2 separate regions of the Mus musculus genome follow, and region 1 is linked to region 2. A link is a contact called in public promoter capture Hi-C data. All regions are on one chromosome and are shown on one strand. Each heading gives the region's core, a stretch centred on a gene start, on an enhancer-like site or on the middle of the called end of the contact. The rest is flanking DNA. Distances are from core to core; before and after follow the strand shown. Region 1 overlaps Kcnk13 (potassium channel, subfamily K, member 13). Region 2 holds the start of Ttc8 (tetratricopeptide repeat domain 8).

Evidence for each region. Promoter capture Hi-C pulls out the DNA fragments that hold promoters and counts their contacts.
Region 1: a contact with region 2 is called in a promoter capture Hi-C map of the HPC-7 cell line, with 5 times the contacts expected there. The contact joins the enhancer-like site here to the promoter of Ttc8 in region 2. A contact is called at or near these places in 7 of 39 promoter capture datasets (the C10 cell line, the HPC-7 cell line, cranial neural crest and 3 more) and 2 of 115 datasets of contacts at active chromatin or transcription factors (embryonic forebrain and embryonic stem cells).

The regions. Positions count from the first base shown.
Region 1 is chr12:100,020,946-100,024,186 of GRCm38.p6, reverse strand. The region is part of intron 2 of Kcnk13 (potassium channel, subfamily K, member 13); the gene reads right to left. Among named protein-coding and RNA genes, the nearest start is that of Gm51957, 35 kb to the left of the region's middle. Within about 2 kb of position 1,451, at least 27 of the 459 cell types and tissues checked have an H3K27ac peak or open chromatin away from gene starts, as enhancers often do. A contact at or near this core is called in the HPC-7 cell line, where this site is marked.
Region 2 is chr12:98,919,310-98,922,642 of GRCm38.p6, reverse strand. It overlaps Ttc8 (tetratricopeptide repeat domain 8), which reads right to left and starts at 2,069. Exons shown (of 14, transcript NM_029553.4): 1 at 1,860-2,069. The coding sequence starts at 1,973.

The DNA of each region.
Region 1 (3,241 bases), core at 202-2,701, 1.1 Mb before region 2:
GCTTCTGCTTTGTCTTCTCAGAGGTTCCCTGGCCAACTTGACCTCAGTGTCCATCTGGAAAGAGCTTCCTGATTGCCTGTCCCGAGACACTCTACGTCACCCAGCAGCCACTTGCACACAGTGTCCCAGCCCCAGTCAGAAATGACTGTGATGGGGCAGTGGGTCTGTAAATCACCCCAGGAATCTCTTATCTGCCCGTCGAGGTCACTCTGCCGCAAAGGAGGCTGCAGCAGTTCAGAGGCATGGGATGTACATCGAAGGTGCACAGACTTCCTGCATGCTCCTCCCTCTCCTGCTCCCAGCTGCTCACGCACACCCTGGTCGCTCTGCATGACCTTCAGACCAACCTCCATTTGTGGGTACCACTGGGAGACCCATCTACTGCACAGATGCCTGGTCTTGACACTTTCGGCCAGGAGTTGTATCTTGGAGTGCTGAGAGGACAGAGTTGGCCGGGAATACGCTCTGGGGACTCTATAGAGTGGGTTCTCTTAGGCGCAGTAAGTGGTGAAAATTGGTGTATATTCTTCTCTCTCCTGGGGAAAAGAGCAGCTTTTGAATATTGCAGTTATCATGGGGATGGAGAGGTAGTGGGTGAATGTGTCCTGATGAATTGTTTCAGTTTGGGGTGTGTGTGCACGTGTGTGCACGAGTGTGTACACACACACACACACACACACACACACACACACACATGCATACACGTGCAGAGATTCACATTATATATCTTTCTTGATTGCTATTGACTTTAATTTTTGAGTTAGATTCCCTCACTGAAGCTAGAACACATAGACTCTTCCAGATTGGCCAACCTGCAAGCTGCCTGCCTCCCGAGGACTTGGGCCTTTGAGGCGCCTCCTTCCACATCTGGCTTTTTATAGGGATACTGCAGATTCAGACTCCAGCCCTCAGGCCTTCACAGCAAGTTCTTCACTGTCTGAGCCATCTTGTGAGAGCCCCTATGAAGTTTTCCTTAATGCCATGCAAAGAAGGCAAGGTCCCTCTACAAAACCAGGAGTCAGAACTTGAGCACAGAACCAAGGTTTCCCCTGCTTAGGAAAGTGTGTCAGCGTGGCCCAAAGCTAAACAGAGTGCTGAATGCCCCTGACCTTCTCCACCCTGAAGCGCCTCCCTCCACAGAGACAGGCCACAGAAAGCTATGCTCTCTCTATCATACATCTATGGGTGCATGGAAATCACCAGCCATATGGGAGTAAGGTTGAGTGTTCTCAAGACCGGACGCTAGATTGCAACCATCCAACAGAAAGCTATGGATGCTCCAAGTCTTTGGTGCTGAGAAAATCTGAAAAACCACTTACAGAGCATCTTTCCTCGGCTCTGGGCCTGGAGGAAGCAGGAGGGAGCCTTCGGGACCCCTTTCTCTTGGCTCACAGGGAGATAAATGCTGACCTCAGCCCAGGGAGCCTGCCATTGCCATCGGTGGGAGGCTCATTTCCTCTTTTTCTTTGCCAAGAAGTCATCAGTACAGGGAGGGGTTTTTTTTGTTCATAAAACCTACTCATCCTTATCTCTGTTCTCTTTTTGAGTGAGTCCCTGTGGAGGACTGAGCACAGAGCTGCATGCTTTTCTTAGAAGACCCCCGTCGGCAGTGTGGAGGTGTGTCCCCAAATGAACCACTGGATGGATTCCTCTGCCAGTTAACAACATGCCACAGAAAATGTCTACAAATGACTCTGTGAGGGAAGTTGGAGGTCAAAGGTGTGCCTTGGTGGGGGAGAACGTGCACAAGGCCTTGGATTTGATCCCTAGACCATGAAACAAAAATACAAGTCGAGGTGCTTCAGCAAGACTCACAAATGTTAAAGGCTCCCAAGACATCATGGCCATGGTCTACAGGTCATCTTCTGCTTCCCTGCCCCAATTCAGGAAGGCAGCTCGTTTTGCTTCTTCTTGGAAGTTTCTGCATTTTGTAGCAGCGGGGCTGGAACCTAGGGCTTTGTGCTTGGCAGGCAAGAGCTCTACCAGTGAGTCACCCCTCAGCTCTCTATGATGGTCTTCTATAGAGCTAGGAATTGAATCAGGGCTTTTTACATGCTAGGGCAGTGCACAATCATTATACCATAATCCTTGTCCCTTGGTTGTTTTGTTTTGGTTTTGTTTGTTTTTTGTTTGAGACAAGATTTGGCTATGTAGTTTGGGCTGGCTTTGAATTCACAATCCCCTGCCTCTGCCTCTAGAGTTCCTGGGTTACAGTCATCGACCACCAAATGCAACTCCTGCCTTGTTTTTCTTAGCACTTGTTTATAGCATTTAAAATACATCATTTACACGAACACACTTGTCATAGAAAATGCAGAACAAGAGAAACGAACAGCCCTAATGATGCCTTCCTGCCAAGAGAGTCAACACATCTCTGGTTCGCTTTCCCCATTTGGAAGGCGGGAGACAGAGCACAATAGAAGAACATGGGTATTAGCTGAGACCATGGGCAAAGCCCTCAGCTTGGGGTAGGAACTAAGTAAGGCCAGCTGCTCTTGTTTTAGCTGCTTTGGTATATTTTCTTTCAGTCTGTGCAAGTATCCACAAACATCTTATTTCTTAAGAAGAAGTTTAATCTTTATTAAAATTCCTGCTGATGTCCAATTTCAGCCAGGTTCTGACAAATCTTCTAAGGCTGTGTCCCATAATAGGAAGAAAAAGCAAAAAACCAAACAAACAAAAAAGGACTGACTGAAGCTTGTGTACTGGCTAGTTTTGTGTCAACTTGACACAGCTGGAGTTATCACAGAGAAAGGAGCTTCAGTTGAGGAAATGCCTCCATGAGATCCAACTGTAAGGCATTTTCTCAGTGATCAAGGGGGAAAGGCCCCTTGTGGGTGGGACCATCTCTGGGCTGGTAGTCTTGGGTTTTATAAGAGAGCAGGCTGAGCAAGCCAGGTGAAGCAAGCCAGTAAAGAACATCTCTCCATGGCCTCTGCATCAGCTCCTGCTTTCTGACCTGCTTGAGTTCCAGTCCTGCATCCTTTGGTGATCAACAGCAGTATGGAAATGTAAGCCGAATAAACCCTTTCCTCCCCAACTTGCTTCTTGGTCATGATGTTTGTGCAGGAATAGAAACCCTGACTAAGACAGCTTGGAAGAGTTAAAAATCATTATCTCTAAGACAAGGAAATGCTGTTTGTGCCCACTGCAGGGGCATGATATTGCAGGTGGTTTTCCACAGGCAATAATGAGCTTTCTCCAAACACACCCATTCTTCCCCGGTCTCTCATTCTATCAA
Region 2 (3,333 bases), core at 820-3,319:
GTCTAGTGAAGGCTCCATGACCCAGTATAGGGGAATGCCAGGACAGGGAAGTGGGAGTGGGAGTGGGTGGGTTAGTGAGCAGGGGTAGGAGGGATGGGATAGGAGCATTTTCGGAGGGGAAATGAGGAAAGGGGATAAAATTTGAGATGTAAATAAAGAAAATATCTAATTAAAAAAGGAAAGAAAAAAAGGAATGTTCAGCAATTTAAGAGACATATTACTTGATACTTTTTCATCTGAATTTCTTCAATGTTCTCAATGCATTTGTGGTCAAATAAATGTGTGAATAAAGAGAGAGAGAGAGAGAGAGAGAGAGAGAGAGAGAGAGAGAGAGAGAGAGAGAGGAGTATACATTCCCTGCTGGCATTTAATGAGGAAGCGTCCAGTAAGCAACTCTTGGGAATCCTGTGCTGGGGAAACCATCCCAACTCAATGAAAACAACACATAATGTTCTTGAGAACCACTGAGCCTAGAACAATGTCTGGTACATCCAAAGGTCTTAACAAACTTCCCTTGTAACAATGGTAAAGAGATTTTATACTGCCTTGTTCCAAAGCATGCTGGATTGTGCTGGAAATGTCTTTAGCAGCCTTTGTAGGACCAATGTACCAAGCAACGCTCTTGGGGGGAAAAAAATCTCCATCTACACACTCACAGTCCTTTACTGAGCATGAATAATAACAACACTTCTAGAATCACCACCAATACAGTTTGTTCTGCCGGACGCCTATGACCATTTATTTGAGCATCCTTCATCCATTCGCTCAGAGAGCAGCAGAGTCCAGGAACAACCTTCACACTCAGGCTTTTCTAGCTTTCCCTTTCTTTCCTAACAACTCCAAGGCAACACCACTAGAGGGAAAGCAAGAAAACCAGGGTCTGAATAGGTACAATACACTGTGCATGTACCTAAAAGCACTGCCAAACTGGCACAACTCTACTCTTAGGCTCCTGTTTTTCTTCTCGCCTCTTCCAGGGGCTATTTATTCAATGATAATGTTCGTGATACCTCCCCCATTCATTATTGACCTTTGCATTCATTATACACAATAATGCTGTATTTATTAAGTTCCCTTTTGCCCGATCCCCTTTAAAGACAGGTTCTCCTTTAGCTCACCAGGCTGGCCTTGAACTCTCTACCTAGCTGAGCATGGCTTTGAACTACTGATCCCCTTGCTGTACAGGAGTATACCTTCATGTTGAACTGTTATATGTCCTTCTAACCAAGGCTATCAGGTCTTCTTCTGTCTTATATTTCCCTCCTACAAGAAAAGTTTCTCTTGCCCAGGTAGTTTCTTTAAAAATAAATATATCCTTCCCTCATCTACATTCTCATTCTTCTATCTTGCCTCCAGTTGAATTCATGACTCAGAAACAAAAGTTCCTTCACACTTGGACAGAGGTCTAAAAATGCGGTAGATCGCGTGCTTCACTATCTGGACCAAAAGACAGCTGTGTTTAAAGGCGGCTGCATCTCAAGTCTTTGTTCACATATATATTTTCCTTTTTAGAAATCAACCAAGTTAGGAGTGTGACCAGTGAATGACCAATGAACTATCAAAGCCCCTCACAAACTTAACAGAGTCCCTTTAAATATAACTAATTCTGAAAAAGGTGTGCTGAAGTTTATAGCAGGAGCTGTCAAAGCACAGGACTCAGGATTCCCAGGGGATGCAAAAGGCAGGGACCTACTGTCCAGGATTCCAAAGAGTCTCGCTCCAGGTGCCTTTGCGGATTACACAGGCAACTTCTTCTTGGGCCCTCCTCCCGGGCCTCCCTCAGGGGACAGAGGGATCCCGCCCTGAGCCCATGGCCTCAGCAAAGAGGATCCACAGACTGCCTGGGGCCGGCCAGGTACCTGATCATAAGGGGATTTCTCCAGCATCTGCGTGCATAGATCGGCGCAGAGCTGGAACTTCCTGCGTCTAAAATAGCTCCAGGCCCGGAGCAGTGGCTCCATCTCTGAGCCCATGGTGGTCCGGGACAACCCTCAAGGAACCCAGAGGCCCTGTACCCAGAGCCCGGCCCGGGGAGGGCGGGGTTCGGGAGCAGCGAGCGGGAGGCGTCTGGCTTTGCTGAGCAACGCGCAACGGCGGGGCCTGGCTAAGGAGGTGTCCGCAGCGCGCCTGAAAACAGGGGACGGGAAAGCCTCTGAGAGCCGACCTCAGCCAGAGAGTTTGCAAAGAATTGCTGGCAAAAAAGTGTTCTTTTAATGACAATAGATTGCATTAACTTTGAAAAGCCACCAAGCCTTTAAAAGAAACAGGTAGTGACTTAGACACCTCGGACAGGGTCCTCCGTGCTAACGAGAGATGCAGTTGCCTAGCAACCATCCGGTTGCTTACCCTGTAAGTGCCAAAAAAAAAAAAAAAAAAAGCCCACCTAAATTGACCCGGGTTGTGTCTCCTGTCTCACTACGCCCCACTTCGCGCATTCCTACTGCTGTCATATTTCTGACTCTAGAAACATAAATGCGGAAACAGTTTCTCCTGTGCCCTAAATCCAAAACCTCTACAGTATTTTTCCGTCTCACGGCAGTGTTCAAATTGCAAGGGATTTGAGAGCTTGCTTAGTCCAATACACTCATTTTACAGATGAGAAGATGAGATAGGCTCCAAAAAGAGAAATTATTTGCTTCACTTGTTTGGAGTTAAGGAGGCGAGACTATAATTTACAGATTGAGGGCATTTCTTCCAAAGTAGATAATGTATGGAAAGGGAGATTTGTTGTTGCTGTATTGTTTTGGTTTTCCTTTGGTTTGGGTTGTTTTCTTTGGTTTCAAGATCTTGCCATGCAGCCTAGGCTAATCTGCAGTGCAGCCTCCCTAGTGCCAGTGCATACAGGTATTTGACACCAGATACAACAAATAAACTTTTGAAACCCCGTTTATGGGCACGTGTCGTCTGTCAAATGTTTTCATGTGTGCAGTGAGTTTTGGTTTTGTTTGCTTTTATTCTTTCCCTGCAGAAGACCGAGTCCAGGGTTTTGGCACGCGCTAGATAAAGATTCTATTGTTGAAATCACTGAGCTAAATCCCCAGCCCAGAGTGGTTCTGACTGATTGAACCACTGCCCGACTTTCCTCTACACATTTACAAAGATGACAAATATCTAACAGCAAGAGCCCATAATGCAGAAATGAGGCTGGGGTGAGTCTGGGGGTGGCTTCTTAGACCATCCTCCTGCCTCCTTCCTACCATGACGGAAGACAGAAGAAAATATCTGAATAGTGAAGAGTTTTCTGACGGTGTCTACACTTTCTCTCACAGATAACAATCAATAAACACAGACCTTTTGCAGTTTCCTGAAACCACTAGAGAATCACAATGCAAA